Linked DNA regions of Oryctolagus cuniculus: region 1 is linked to region 2. A link is a contact called in public Hi-C data. All regions are on one chromosome and are shown on one strand. The core of a region is the stretch at or near the end of the contact, and the rest is flanking DNA. Distances in the headings are between cores, read along the strand shown.

Region 1 (6,810 bases), core at 531-3,030, 140 kb before region 2:
AGTTCCCTCCTCCCCGAAAGATCCCTGGAAGCCAACTTGGTTTTTAAATTATTGGCATCTGAATGTTTTTGAGTGGAGATTATCAAAGCCAAATGTGTGGGAACAAAGCCTGATCATTAATCACCTACTACAAACATAGGTAGCAAAGGTTTTGAAGATGGTACGTGAGCCTGCACAGGCAAGTTAGCAGCAGGGACGGGTCCTTTTATGAAATGCCAGAGGGGCCTTTTAGGGACGGGCACGTGGCCCCTCTCCGCAGCCCTGCTGGCATTTGACCACTGAACTAAGACCGAGTGGGTTTCTTTTCTGGTTTTTGTTCTTCAGGCATCAGGGTTTCCATGTTTAGAAAGAGGGAAGTTGAGGCCTAATAGTCAAATCTACCATATTCTCACAGGAGCCAATGCTGTCTGCCCAGGAGGGCTCAACCACAGCTCGAGCGCTCTTCCCAAGTTCTGCTGCAACACCCGCAGAGGGGTTCACAGGAGCAGACAGTTTAGGAGTTTCCTTAGCATTTCCTGTTTCCCAGATTTCAGAGAGGTCCTTGAGGGAATGTCTGACTCGGGGTAGCACATTAAGGATGGGGCGAGATGGTATTTTTGGGTCCCTCCACCACCTGCATCCCCCATGTTGCCACTTTGGCACACTGTCGCTCTAGGGCTGTGGAAGAGGAGGGGACGTGGCAGGAAAACCGTGGCCGCATGAGCTTCCTTTGGAGTCGGGGTGCTCCAGTGGGCCTGAACGCCTCACTGTTCCTCCTGCCCACCCACACGTTGGCACAGGATTCCAGGAGTAGAAGACCTGAGTGGCTTTAGTTTCTCAAGAAAGTTGAGCTCCTTCACGAGCATCTAAATCATGTGCCTTCAAAGCAAAGAAAAAAAAACCTGAAAAATGTCCTCAGATAGCATGTAGGAAGTAGTACTTTTTAAAATCACATTACCAAAATGGTACCCAGAGGAGATCCCTTCTTAAATCTCCCAGCCCTCAAAACAATGTGGTTGAAAAGTTTACAACCTTCAACCCTTGAAAAGGTCACCTCCCAGCCTCACACCCTCTTGCATTAAGAGCATAACGGATATTTTGAGTCACATGTATTGTTCTTTGATCATTTGCATTTGGTGAAATCCCTCCCTTGGACCAATTTAGTAAGCAGTGCCTTGGGCTTCTTTAGTGATTGCTCTCTGGTCTTCTCTATTTTCTCTCTGTCAAACACATTTAGACCCCAACGCACGCAATGAAGCTGCAGCCTGGGTCACGTATGCTTGCTTTTTGTACTTGAGAGGCAGATGCTTGGGGGATCTTTCATCTCGCTTAGGTTGGAATTCCTTCTCCATTGCAAGCAACTAAGACCACAGAGGCTCATGCAAAGCCCCTGATTTCCCAGGGGTTCTGAGGGCCCTCTCACGGGGCTCCTCCCTCCCTGACCCCCTGTTGAACTGACACACTTCTCAGAATTCCAGGCTCAGATGCTTTGCATGAAGAACTCTAGTGCCAACTACGAAGGGAGACTGTAAGAGAAAGACTGGCTCGATGGAAAACTTCTCCCCACCCACACACCGCCCCAGTGCAGGCATTCTCACTGACACAGGGCCTCATCATTGCACAGCAAAGAGCGCTCGGGCCCCAGGACCCCTTCTTCCCACCTGAAGCACTGTGCTCCAGCTGTCACCGGAGGCCTGAGTGCTTTATGAAGCTGTCTGCTTGCTCCCCTGCTCCATGTATAAGCCAACAGCGCTGGCTTTCAGAAACATATTTCTTCCTCTATGAGTAATTTACAAGTGACTCATCCTCAGCTTCACCAGCCAGCACATGTGACCCACTGTGCTGGTTGAGTGTATCTATAGATGTGTAAACCAGAACAGTTCTTAGAACACACTGCCCCTCCCACACGCTGTTTATTTTCCTTCCTTTCACAGGGAGGGGGTAAAGATGGAGATGAGCTGCTGGGGGCCGCCTGTCTGCATACAAACCTGGAATGTATCCATTCGAGGAAACAAAAGACTTGACCCAAAGACAGAAAATAAAAGAGGTAGACAAAGGGCCTAATGCATTTATTTTAGTATTAGTAGACCACTGGAAGTTCTGAGAAAAAAAAATCCACAAAAATAGAATATGACAAGAACCCAAACAAACAACAATGACTCTATGTTCTGTCTCTTTCTTGCTCCAGTAGAAATTTAGACCTAGCCAGGCAGGTCTAAACCCACATCCACACCAACCCCAAACTTGGCAACATTTCTTCACTTCTAACTCAGAAAACCACTCCTGGGGCCCGCTGTGGTTTGATTTGGTAACTCTCAGACATAAAAATGTCTTTATTTCTCCAGCTTGTCTCTGTTCCTCCATTGGTAGAGAATAGCGTTAGGCATGGCTTGGGGACGCTGCTACTGCAGGAAGGCACGCGGGTGACACAGCTGCCAAGCACTCTAGATAGTGTTTCCTACCTCATTCTCACTTCCTATTTTCTATTAAGCCCAATCTAGACTCATTTGCCTGCTATGTGAAGCCCGTCATACCCTGGCCTCGCCTGCCTTATTCTAGTACCATCTCTACTACTTGCACAGCCCATCCTTGGGTAGTACCAGGACAGCATCTTCAGAGCCCCTTCAATGAAGACATTGAAAATTCATTCCCACCCCTGGCCTTCCACCATCCCCTCCAAAAGCCCCACACCCTTCCTTCCCACTCTCCATACCTTCACCTTGGTGGAGCCCTCTCACCACCCGTATCTTAACCTATTCCAACAGCTCAGCTCATCCCACCTCAACACCTTCCATGAAACCTTGCTTACCCACCCACTCGGGCCATTTGTCTGCATCTCCTCAGCTTCCCAGCACTTGTCCAGGTTGGTTCCTCAGTTTTGTTTTGCTCCTTGATAGGTCAGAGTCATGTCTGATCGCAGGTTCCCTTGGGAGGGGATCGTGTGTTTTGCTCTTGGATAGCCCTACCTTGCCTTGATCCATGGCAATGGGTGAATTGAGCTTCAGGTTTAAAAATGACAATTTACTTTTTGCAAAGTGGTATAACATGCGAGGTCTTACCACACTTCTAGCCCTCTTTTTTCAGCCTTGTAGGCAGCTCTGGGGAGAGGAATAAAATCCCTGAATGCTCATCAGTATGACAAAAAAGGCAACCACAGTCATTTATGGAGCCTTGTCTATAAACACTAGTGATGTACTTAACGGATACCAACTCATGTACACTTCATTCTGACCCAGCAAAGTAGATACTATTATTATCCCCACTTTACACATGAGGAGCCCAAGGTACACATGCAGTGGGTAACGAGTCCAAAGTGGCTGCGCTGGATTCAAACTCAGGTGATCTGGCTCCAGGGTGTAGGTGTGTGTTTTTCCATGGCTTCTTTCACTGCAGCAAGAGAAACCTGTCTTCTACATGGACACCTTATTGCAGTTATGTTGACCAAAGCTCCTTGGCACTCAACAAAATGGAATACAATCTTCCAGGGAAGCTTCAGGATCAGAGCCAAATAGAGTTTTTTCTTTGAAATGTAGAGGGTAAACTCTGCCAGGCCACCCCTGGGACCCCAAAAAATGATACTACCCATCTACCTTCTGCAGGAATACCAGATTCCAACCCCAGGCAATCTTTAAGCAGGCTTGCTTCAAACAAATATTCCTGCACATCCAACAGAATCTTCCTAAATCCATAATTTCTCAACATAAAGAAACTCAATACCACCCAAATCACATCTGCATTGAGATTTGTTTACTATTGTTTAAACATAATCTTGCAAGCTTGAAAACTCCAGATTAGGTACCAGAAGAAAAACCTCATCCTGGTGGTCAGATCTCTGCAGGAAATGATGCCACAGACAATTATTCATGTATTAGCAGTTGCTTAAGTACCACAAGGCTTTTAGGGGAAAAGACTGGGAGGCAGTGGTTGGAAATGAAGCCCCATTATTAATGTACTCAAGCTATTCAGCTGGATTCAATAAAATAAAAAGCCCTGCCCAGACCAATGTCTGTAGCAGAAGATGCTAAGAGCTGTTTTTTAAAAATCTGGTTTTATTGAATCCAGGCTTTATACACAGCATTCTTTCTTCCTGAATGGCTGAAAAAATCATCTCATGCATTTGAAACCATTTGAGGAGAAATGGAAGGAAGCTGTGTCCAGAAAGCACAATGAACTTGAGGGAGAGAACTTCTCGACATTCAAGGTGATGGAAACCTTGGTCGCCCTTTGGGTAGACAGGAAAGGCTGAAAATTCCTCTTCCTTTTATTCAGTTCCGGCTAGAAAGCCTTACCGGGAGCCCACCATGCACCAGGCCCCATGCGGCTCTCAGCGAGGCCCTGAAGCAACCAAGACGCACAGCACCCTCACAGTCCAGGGCGGAGCAGCACTGGGGGTGGTTTAGCTTGGACGAATATCATGTGGTGTTAACTCCGTGTCTGTCGCTCTCCCTGGGCTTGCCGCCATCCCTTTCCATGATTCTGGCTCTGTTCATTGGTCACCTGACTGCTACATCCCCATTTCCCAGGCTCCTGGCCTCAGACCTCCCTGGCCTGAGGAGCCCATGGGCATCTCCTGTGTTTGTGCCTCCAACCACATCCTTGGCCAGTGGCTGCTTCCGGCTCCTCCACCCTGCTCAGTGGCCTCATCCGCATCTGTCAGTGAGGCAGGAGTGGCCTCCACCCATCCCAAGTCTGTGTCATGCTTTGCGGCTGCAGACCCTGAAGAGGAGCCTCTGCAGAAATGTACTCATGTGGGTTACGGCATCTGGCTTAGGTGTTTTAATTGTGCAACAATTTTTGCTGAATGAGAAGGGCCCAACATAAAGGGAGAAAGGTGGGATTAGGCAAAACTGTCTTCAAGCACTTTATGGTACACAGGAGGGAAAAATGCAGCCTAAGGGAACATCCAAACAGTAAACAACCCATATGACAATGTTAGAGCGGAGACAACTCCCAGCAAGTGTGTATGGGAGCTATGCAGTTCCTGGGCAGAAATCAAATGCCCCAAATGGGCAGAGGTCTTGAGCCAGACTGCCCAAGAGCTGTGCTGTCTACTTCTGAGCAAGTCCTTTTTGTAAAAGCCATGGTCCCTAATCCCACATCAGTGGTGTTCAGGGGCCACAAGCCTGGCCCTTAGCAGGAGGAGCTCAGAAGGGGACTTCTGGCTTGCAGGTGCTCAGGGCTTTCTAGATCACCTAGAACAAGGCCCCGAGAGAGATGGTTCACAGGGAAGAGAGAACACCAGGGGGTGCCAAGAAGAAAGGGAGGGAACCAAGCAAGAGAGAAGGCTTTGCCCAACCTTGGAGGGGCAGGACTTGAACACAGGAAGATGTTAGGAAGATGTTAGTGTCAGGATGAACTGGTGTTCCCTAGAATGTGAAGCGGAGACAGGTATTAAAAAATCGCTCCATCACTGAGCAGGTAATATAATTGTATTGATGTGGAGTGTGTGGAGTAGAAATGGAATATCAGATGGTTTAAGTTTGGGTAAGAAGACAGTAATGCCGGCAGCATAAGGAACAATGCACGCCCGAAAGGGGACATCAGCATCTTAGGTGAGTTTTACTGATCGCATTGGCTGACTGACTTCCCTCCAACTTGCCTTCTTTCTTCCATCCTCCCTTCTCCCACAGAGCACCTACCAGGGACTAGGCACTGAGCCGGGGTTGGACATAACCCTCCTTACAGAGCTTACACGCCTGCCCCGAGACCTGCGGCAAACACATTCTAACACTGCAATATGATAAGGTGCTGTAAGAGAGCTATGTGGGCACAGTGCACTGTGCGGGGAGCACGAGGGAAGGGGTTTCTGTACTGACCAGGACTTAGAGGCCTCCTCCAGCACAAATTCTACAGCAAAGAAGTCTCATTGCCAGGGGCCTGGCTGCGTCTCACAGGCACGAGTTCTCCTTGCTTCCTTCTATCATCCACTCATCTATCTACATCCCACATTCAATCTTTATCCATCATCCATCTCGCTCGCTCTCTCTCAAACATTTTAAACATACAATTTTACTTTCTAACACATGCTTCTCTTCTCACTACAGAGAAAGCCTAGCTACCAAAGATCCTTTTTGCCAAAGTGAGAGCTGACAAAGGGGTTTGGAGTTCTTCTTTGTAGGTCTTTAAAAACAGGATTGTTCTCATCTGGCTAGTTGGGTGGTCTTGCCTAAGGCAGTGGGACACGTCAAGGGTTCCCATATCCTTGTTTCCCCCAGTGCCCAGAGCTATAAGTCCCCATGGACCATGAGCAGCTGCTATCCTTTCAATACTGCGCCTGACCGCCCAGGCCAAAAGCTGAGGTGAGGAGTGACAGCCCTGGAGGGTGCATTTGCATGATCTCAGAGGTCAGTGCTGCTGCTGGCTGCAGTCCTAACAGCGACTGCCACCTCCACACTGAGAGCTGCACTAGGCTTATGATCCCCACAACTGACATCGAGAGCCAGCAAGCTGTGAGATGCTTGAACTCGGGATTTCATTCTGTAGCCCTAAGGCTTCTATCTGTTTCTAATTGGAGGGAAGTGTAGACTGCTCTGCTTCGTGGAGAATCTGGCCTCTGTAACACACAGTTCCACGTGCTCCTTCACCTTCTGTTAAGTATAAGGTCCAGCTGGAATGCCAGGGCTTTTTAGGTGGTGTACATGTCACGGTAAGAGGAAAGGTAATCTGAGGGTGTTTCTAGAGACATTGCTGAGCGATGATTATTGCACATTCTGTATTGGAATCCAAGCCACAAGGGTTACCACCCTCAACAGCTGAACAGCAACAACCCACGTATCATTTAGCAGGCTCAGTGGTCATCAGTCTTAATCTTGGTCTCAACTGTTTTTGATA
Region 2 (7,472 bases), core at 4,933-7,432:
AAACACCTGCTCTCTGGGAATATCAGTGTTACAGTGGAGGGTGAATCCTGTAAACGGCTCCTACAAGAGGAGCATCTTGACCGACAAAACAGCACTACAACCTAAAAACAAAACAAAAGCTATTTTTTTTTTCTCCCCAAGGAAGAGCCCTCGTTTTGGCTCAAACCCTGTTTGTATTTTTCTGCGTAGAAGAATGAGTTTCTTAGGGAAGATAGTCCTTCAAATTATTCCCTTCTAATCATTCTAATCAGAGCCTTGATTGTTTTCTACTTAAAAAGAGTTAATGAAAGACTTTAAAGAGTGTACACTGCTGTTTGCTAAGACGTCTCAACGTGCATAAAGAGTACTTAGCGGAATAATATTTAACAAAGGGAACTCCCCCGTCTTTCAGTTCTGAGAAGAATCGGTCTGGTTTACAGTATTTTTTAAAGGTATCTACGTTTTGCCCCCTATTTAAATGAGACCTAATGCATACATGAACAGCCAGATGGTTAGAAATAACTTTTTTTAGACAAAGACTGAAATGGATGTAAGACAATATGTACTTAGTTCTATTTTTTTTTTTTTTTTTTTTTTTTTTTTTTTTTTTTTTGTCTAAGAGCCTGGGATCATGCTCATGGGGCTGTATGGGTTCATTAAGGCCCCTCCAACACCAACCCATGAGCTCTTCCTCACGGGGGCAGAGCTCTACTTCTGGTGCCCCCAACCTAAGCCAGAGCTGGACATCCCAACACGGCTGTGGAGTCACTGTCCCAGGCCTTGGAAAACTTCCACCCTTAACCCCTCTTAGACTTCAAGCACCACGTTGTTTGAACCAAACCAAACATGGGGAATGAAAGAGAAACCCAGCAGTGAGATAAAGTCCCTGAGCGGTCTCCTCGATGTAGTAGGGGAAAGAGTGACCAGACTGAGAGGTTACTGCTATACTTGAATCCGGTGCTATTAGATTACCTTAGAAAAGCTTAACAGAACCTTTGAACCTCACAGACAGTATATCTCAGGGGGAAAAAGAAAACTTTCTTCTTGTACACTACAAAGACGGTGTTGTTTCCCAACACAAATGCACTTCTACTGAACTCCTGCTTTGCTCAACTCCTGCTAAGACACGAGGAAGACCCTCAGAAACAGGTGTGTCACAGGGGAGATGCCACTGCTCACACACACTCGCCTCATGAGTGGGTTTATCCTCCCTTTAAAAAGAGGACTAGGACTCTAAGAACAGATATGAAAAAGCTGTATGAATTTGGCTTGCTTTGTTTTAATTGGTTGCCTTCTGTTACCTGGTTTGCTCTGTGGCCTAAAGACATGTAAGCAACCTGAAATGTACTGGTTCAATCAAGGATTACTAAAAGGAGCAATCAGTCCTCACTAGAAAGCTCAACTAAAAGAAACAGGATGCCCAAAACAAAGCTGTTCACAGACACTAAATACCAACAAAGGCCCTCAACAGAAAAGAGAACTGAGTGAACTGCAAAATTTTGTGAAGATCCAGAAATATAATCACTCAACAGCACATGACTGAAAACTCTAGGAGCAATATTGTATTTTTTTTCTACAAAATAAATTATTGAAAGGGGTCACGAGATTCTTAGCAGGCAGAAACATGCACTTTCCCAAGGAAAGTTCATCATTCAATATATTATTTAAGACTGGATCATCTTCAGGCTATTTTTAATCCCATCATTTTGCTGCCAAAATTGGCCATAAGTAGTTGATACTCGGCCACTAGGAAAATTATTTTCTTTCAAGCAATTCGTCACTGGCATGAGAAACGTATCGCTTTCCAGTGAATCCAATGTTCAGCTGCACGTGGATAACACTTAAGAAAGAGAAAACTGCTTGCTGACTAACAAAGGGGGAGCTGAGCTCTGCTGGGTCTGCAGAAGCATCCATTGTCCTAAACTACCAACAGCAAAAGAAAGAGTTGGACCATCATCCCCTCAAGGGGTTGGAGCCAAACCACCTCCTTCAGTGTCTTGCTTGAGCCATCTCACTCTCCTAGGAGCTTGTGTCTCACTCCCTCCTCAGAGTGAAGCTGGATGCCACCACATTCCCCAGACTGGAGGGTGACAACAGTTCACACTCACTATCACCTTGCCCATATCCCACCCTTCTCTTGCCAAGAGTCCCTCTGTCTCAAGGCAGGCACAAGATCACCGAACTCATTTACGGAATGTAAGATGTGTTAGGAGGGGGTTAAATAATAACCAACAGAGCTCAAAAAGCCATCTTACTGCAATGGGACGGGTGCTGCCAACACACATTGTGTAACTCCCATGAAAAACACTGGGCTTTCAGCACATAACCTCCTACCTCTTCTTCCTTGCATTCTCGTTTTTCCTGGGATGGGATCACTCTAGTGGACAACAGGGAAATATTCAGTATTCCAGGTGACAGCACGGACCTGAGGCCCCTGGAAAGGGACACTGCAGAATCCCTCCTAGGAAGTGACTCATCCTAAAAGATACCTCTGGGAATCATGGCAGCCCCATCTCTAGCTTTACTGGGCACCCAAGCCAAAGATCCCAGCTCAGCAGCAGTGGCTGGAACCTGAGATTTTGCCTTCCTAGGAAGCTGTGGGGGATGCCCCTGCCGCTGGCCTGAGAGCCACACTGGAGCAGCAAGTCTTAGACATTTTCTGGAACTGCTGTTCTGCTACTGCTCCCTCTGCCTTTCTCTGGATGCCACACAATGCCTTATTCAGACTTAGGAATAAAGCCACACTCCACTCCACACCCAATTACTTCTTTAGTCTTCACGTAATTTGTGAGCTTCTAGGATCATCTCTCAGAGGCTGAACATTCCAAGGACCTGCTTTCTCCGTGTCACGAAACACAGAATGCAGACGTTTCCCCCAGCCTTAGAAGGTTCTGATTTTGCAGCAGCAAAGAAGAAAAAGTGGCTCCAAGTCTGAAGCCTGGAGTGTTGGGTGCGGTATTTAGCAGTTGGGCTGACTGATCCACTGACCCCTGGCAACAGTGCCAATCATTTCTGCAGGTCAAGAAAATAAGTTAGTTCTGTGAAACTTTACCATTGTCACTAAGACTTCTTTACAGTCTGAGATGCAACCCTGACTTTGTGAACTGTAAGGAAAACCTGTCTTTCTGAAAGCCAAATGTTTAAAATAAAAATTTAGATTAATAATACACATTTGAAATGATAGGCAAATCATGTATAACTCTCAAATACTACCACTTTTATTATTCCAGAGTATCCACATATGTTTGCATTTCCTGATTTATACTCTTTTTTGTTGCCAAATTCCTTTGTTTTCCTGTAGTCATCCATCTACGTGTTGCTCTGAAAACTATTACACATTTTACCATCAGCCATTTGTGCTTCTATATGATTTATTTTTACTGTAAGAGGTTTTGTCAAAAAATTTTTATCATGTGCTACAGAATGTCATTGTGGTTTGGCATCATAAAATGTAGCTTGTGCATTTATCGACCTCAGATACCTGTTGACCACAAAGATAGGCTCTACAACGAAAACTCTATTGTGAAAGGAAGAAAAAGTGAGCCCTCATTTAAAAGGAAACCTCAGTTGTATGAGACATTAACATACTGCAGCTCAACAACAAACATCAAGGTTCTATCTTAATCTCCATCATAAACATGTGTCTGTTTCCTACCACTTTATTAACTTGCTTGATACATGGCGGTTTCCACCATGGATTTCTTTCAACTAGACAGAACTTTTTTTTTAATATGGATTTCTTTTTTTTTTTTATGAAAAATAGGAACCAGGAGACCTATTAAATCAGTTTTACTTTGGTTTTAGAATGATCCTTGCGGAGTCTACAAGTCCCTTCCTCTTTGGTTATGGTGATTAAAAATCAAACCAGCTGCTTAACTAAACACTTAACAAAAATATTCTTTTCATCCTTTAGCAAATTACTCCAGAATCACTAAAGACCTGATAATGTGGGATTTCAACAAACAATCCATAAAGAGTCATTAAATTTTAGAGATTTAAATTGGGATATTTTAGTTAATTTTACATTCAAACATTGAACAGTGGCATCAATATTTTGTCAACTTTGGTCAAATAATATCAGATGTCCACATCAATCACCTACATTTCTTGGCCCCGTCTCTTTTTGGCCCCTTAATATTAGCATACTTTGAAAAATGGAGCAAAAATGAAGAAATGTGCTTCTTGCAGTCACGTCTAGGCTTTTGGATCCCATTAGGTTCTATAATGTGAGTCATTCTCCTAAGAGACTATAGAAGAGCTCACAGAAATGCATCCTTCTTCCAAGATAACTCTTCAGACTAAAAACAAAGTTTAACAAAACTCCAGACAAGAATGATTACTTTCTCATAAATTAATCCTTTTAGGTAAGAGATGGAAATCTTAATTAAGCACCGTTGAGTCTTGGGATCCGCACCCCAGTCCCAGAGCATCATGGAAAAATACAACTGCGTGGTGAACAGGATCGAAGCTCTATCTAGCAACCGCCCCGGAGCGGGAGAAAAAGCGTCTTACCAAGGTTCTTAAAAGTCACAGCTGCTCATCACTTCAACCCTGGTCAGCGCATGAAAGAATCCACAGCTAAAGATCAATTCTTCTACGCTTTACATAGTTTCCCTAGGTGCAAGTTTCTCTGTGAGTGTGTGTGGTGTATGTAAGCAGAGACCACAAAATCATGTGGCGTCTAGGTGGTAAAATGTAAGAGATGGTAAAACTCCAGGAAACTTCTAAATGCGACACAAGGGACAGCACACAAAGTCTGCAGCCAATCCAAACCCCATCACTGACAAGAGGACGCAGCGCATCCACAGACTGCTGCCCTTCAATGCACACCATCGTGTCCACTGGGTCACGGCCCGACCAGCAGGTGAACACTCCCCCGGCTCTCCCTACGTCCACTTACCTCTTCACAAACACAGCTAAGACCTTCAGGGAAAGGGGTTACACTGGGCTTCCTCTGGGGCAGTTTTTACCCAGTGAGGCAAACATGTTCTTGGTCCTCTGGGGGAGTCTGTTCTTCGATGGGGTGGCTTACAACTTTTAGGACAAAGACAAATCCACCAGGGGAGCCTGTTTAGGATGCAGACTGCCAGGGCCTCGCCCTGGGGTGGTGGTGGTCGTGGGATGCGCGGTGTGTCTGGTCCACACCAAGTCCCTGAAACCTGCGATTTCAACTACCCAGGCCACGTAACTGTGGTGCTGGGGACTCCGCAGCCCCAGTTTGAGAAGCACGGGAAGGCAGGACCATGCATCACAAAATCCTACTGGGCCGCAAAGGCAGCATCTGGGAGCCTCCAGGGCTGGCACACCACTTTTGGCGGGAAGCAGTTGCCCTAGCTGGGAGGGCAGGGTGCGCTTCCTGCAGGGCGCGCTGGAGGGAAAGCAGGGAAAGTGACACACCTGCTGTTAGCTCACGGGCTCTGCAGTCTGCCCCGGCCCCCGGGGTCCACCCACACCCTCGCCACGGCATCTCGGACCTGCGACCGCAAGCCCAGACTCACGTGCAACCAGACAGGCACCTACCCAGCCTCCATTATCCTGGATCCAGGTGTGCAGGTGCCGGTTCAGGTACTCAGTCATCCACAGGGCGATGTTGTCCACCAGGGGCGACATCTCCCGGTTGACGCTCTCCACACACATGACCCCACCGAACTCAAAGAAGGCCACAATCCTCCCCCAGTTCACCCCATCCCTGAAGAGCTCCTCCACCACCGTGGCAAAGCGCCCCCTCGCGGTGAAGGGCGTCAGGTGCAGCTGGCTGGACATCTCCGCGAAGTCGCGGCGGTAGCGCCGGGAGAAGTCGTCGCCCGCCTGGCGGAGGGTCAGGTGGACCACAGGTGGCACCGGGCTGAGCGCGGGCCCCGCGGCGGCCGGCGGCGGCGGCGGCGAGGTCCTGGCGGCCGGGTCCCGGGGCGCAGCGGGCGCGGGCTGGGAGGAGAAGACGCCCGGCGCGGAGGCGGCGCCCGCGTCCCCAGCGTCCCACTCGTAGCCCCTCTGGGACAGCTTATAGTGGATGTACTTCATCACGATCTCCCGGTTGTCGTACCCTGTTCGCCCGGCGTGCGCCATGCTGCCCTTGGGCGCCCGCGGTGCCTCCGGCCGCGTCCCGCCGCACGGGCCCGCTCAGAAGCCGGCGGGGTTCCCGGGCGCGCGCCGCATCCTCGGGCGCGGGGGTGTCTTCAGTCACGCGGAGCCCTCGCTTCTGGTGTTTCCCCGTTGGCAGCAGGCGCAGGAGATTTTTACTCAAATCCCTTTCGGATCTCTGTTTCACGAGGCACGTTATCATTCATAAGCGTGGTGAACGCCAGTCTTTTCCCTACGTGATGCTAGAAGGTTGGAAAAAAAAAAAAGGCAAACAAACAAAAACAAAACCTGGTTAAGCCAAACTCAGGTGCGTTCTCCGGCACACACGGAGAGAAAGCGGGGGCATGCACGCTGCGGGCCACACGGCTAAAAACAACGCATTCAACTGCCTGAAAATTCACATTTACTCGAAGGCACTCCGAGTTAGCATCTCGAGTGCCGCCACCGAAAGTTACGCGAGCCCGATCTGCTGCGCAAAGAACTTACTTGTGTTTTTAAAGGACAGCATGACCCTCTGTCCAGTTTCCTTCTCTGCAAAACCAAAACAAACGCATAAGGCAAGGATCCCATCAATCTTCGGAGCTCCCGGGTGAGAGCCGCTTGGAAACTTCCGAATGAATCGGGAGGCGGCGGGCGCGGGTGTAGGCACCCCGGGGCGGGGGGGTCTCCAGGCTGGCCCCCGGGTTTCTGCTCCTCAGAAACGTCAATCCGCAGGAATCCGGCCCCGAGCTCCGGAGCGCGCTCCGTCCGGGCTCCCCTCGGCCACTGACAGGCGCGCGCGCCGCGCGGGCACGGCGCGGACTCTGCCCCGGACGCCGACGGGGCCCGGCCGGCGCGGGGTCCTCTTCTGATTCAACTCCGAGAGCAGCCGACGCGTTTTCCGAAAAGCTGCGGATCAATGAAGGCAGGACGCGCCGGCCTCGCGAGGAGCCCGCGCCGTGTGTGGTGCGGCCAGGGTGGGGAGCGGGGGAGGGTTTTATTTTTTTTTTCCCTCTTTTTCCTAAAAAGGATGACTGCTACGAAGTTCGCCCCCCTGGACCCCTCTTCCGCTGCACCCGCCGGCGCACCCGCCTCCGGGCTGCGCACCCTTTCTGCTCCGCCCGCTCCCGCGCCGGGGCGCTGGCGGCGGCGGCCGCCGCCTCCTCCGGTCGCGCCGTGCGGCAGCTCCGCGCTCTGACGGCCGCTGGCGGGGGGCCCGGCGCCCGGGCACCTTCGCGGGCGGCGGCGGCGGCGCGGCGGGGACCCCGGGAGCGGCGGGCGGGCGGGCCGGCGGGCGGGCGCGCGGCGCGCGGAGGAGGGGCGGGGGCGGGGAGGAAGGGGGCGGGCGGGGGCCTGGCCGCTGACTTCATTCTCCTCACAAACCGACTGGTTTCCTGTACGTACGTCACTGTTCATTCAAAAAAAGAAGAAAG

What was found. Hi-C and Micro-C count contacts between places; a contact is called where the count stands out from the background.
Region 1: a contact with region 2 is called in a Hi-C map of an unstated tissue, with 4 times the contacts expected there. The contact joins the enhancer-like site here to the promoter of BCL2 in region 2. A contact is called at or near these places in 2 of 6 Hi-C or Micro-C datasets (psoas muscle and an unstated tissue).

Annotation. Positions count from the first base shown.
Region 1 is chr10:15,423,616-15,430,425 of mOryCun1.1, reverse strand. All of the region lies in intron 1 of BCL2 (BCL2 apoptosis regulator), which reads right to left. Among named protein-coding and RNA genes, the nearest start is that of BCL2, 130 kb to the right of the region's middle. Within about 2 kb of position 1,780, at least 4 of the 8 cell types and tissues checked have an H3K27ac peak or open chromatin away from gene starts, as enhancers often do.
Region 2 is chr10:15,291,349-15,298,820 of mOryCun1.1, reverse strand. It overlaps BCL2 (BCL2 apoptosis regulator), which reads right to left and starts at 6,182. Exons shown (of 2, transcript XM_070050072.1): 1 at 5,500-6,182. The coding sequence starts at 6,045.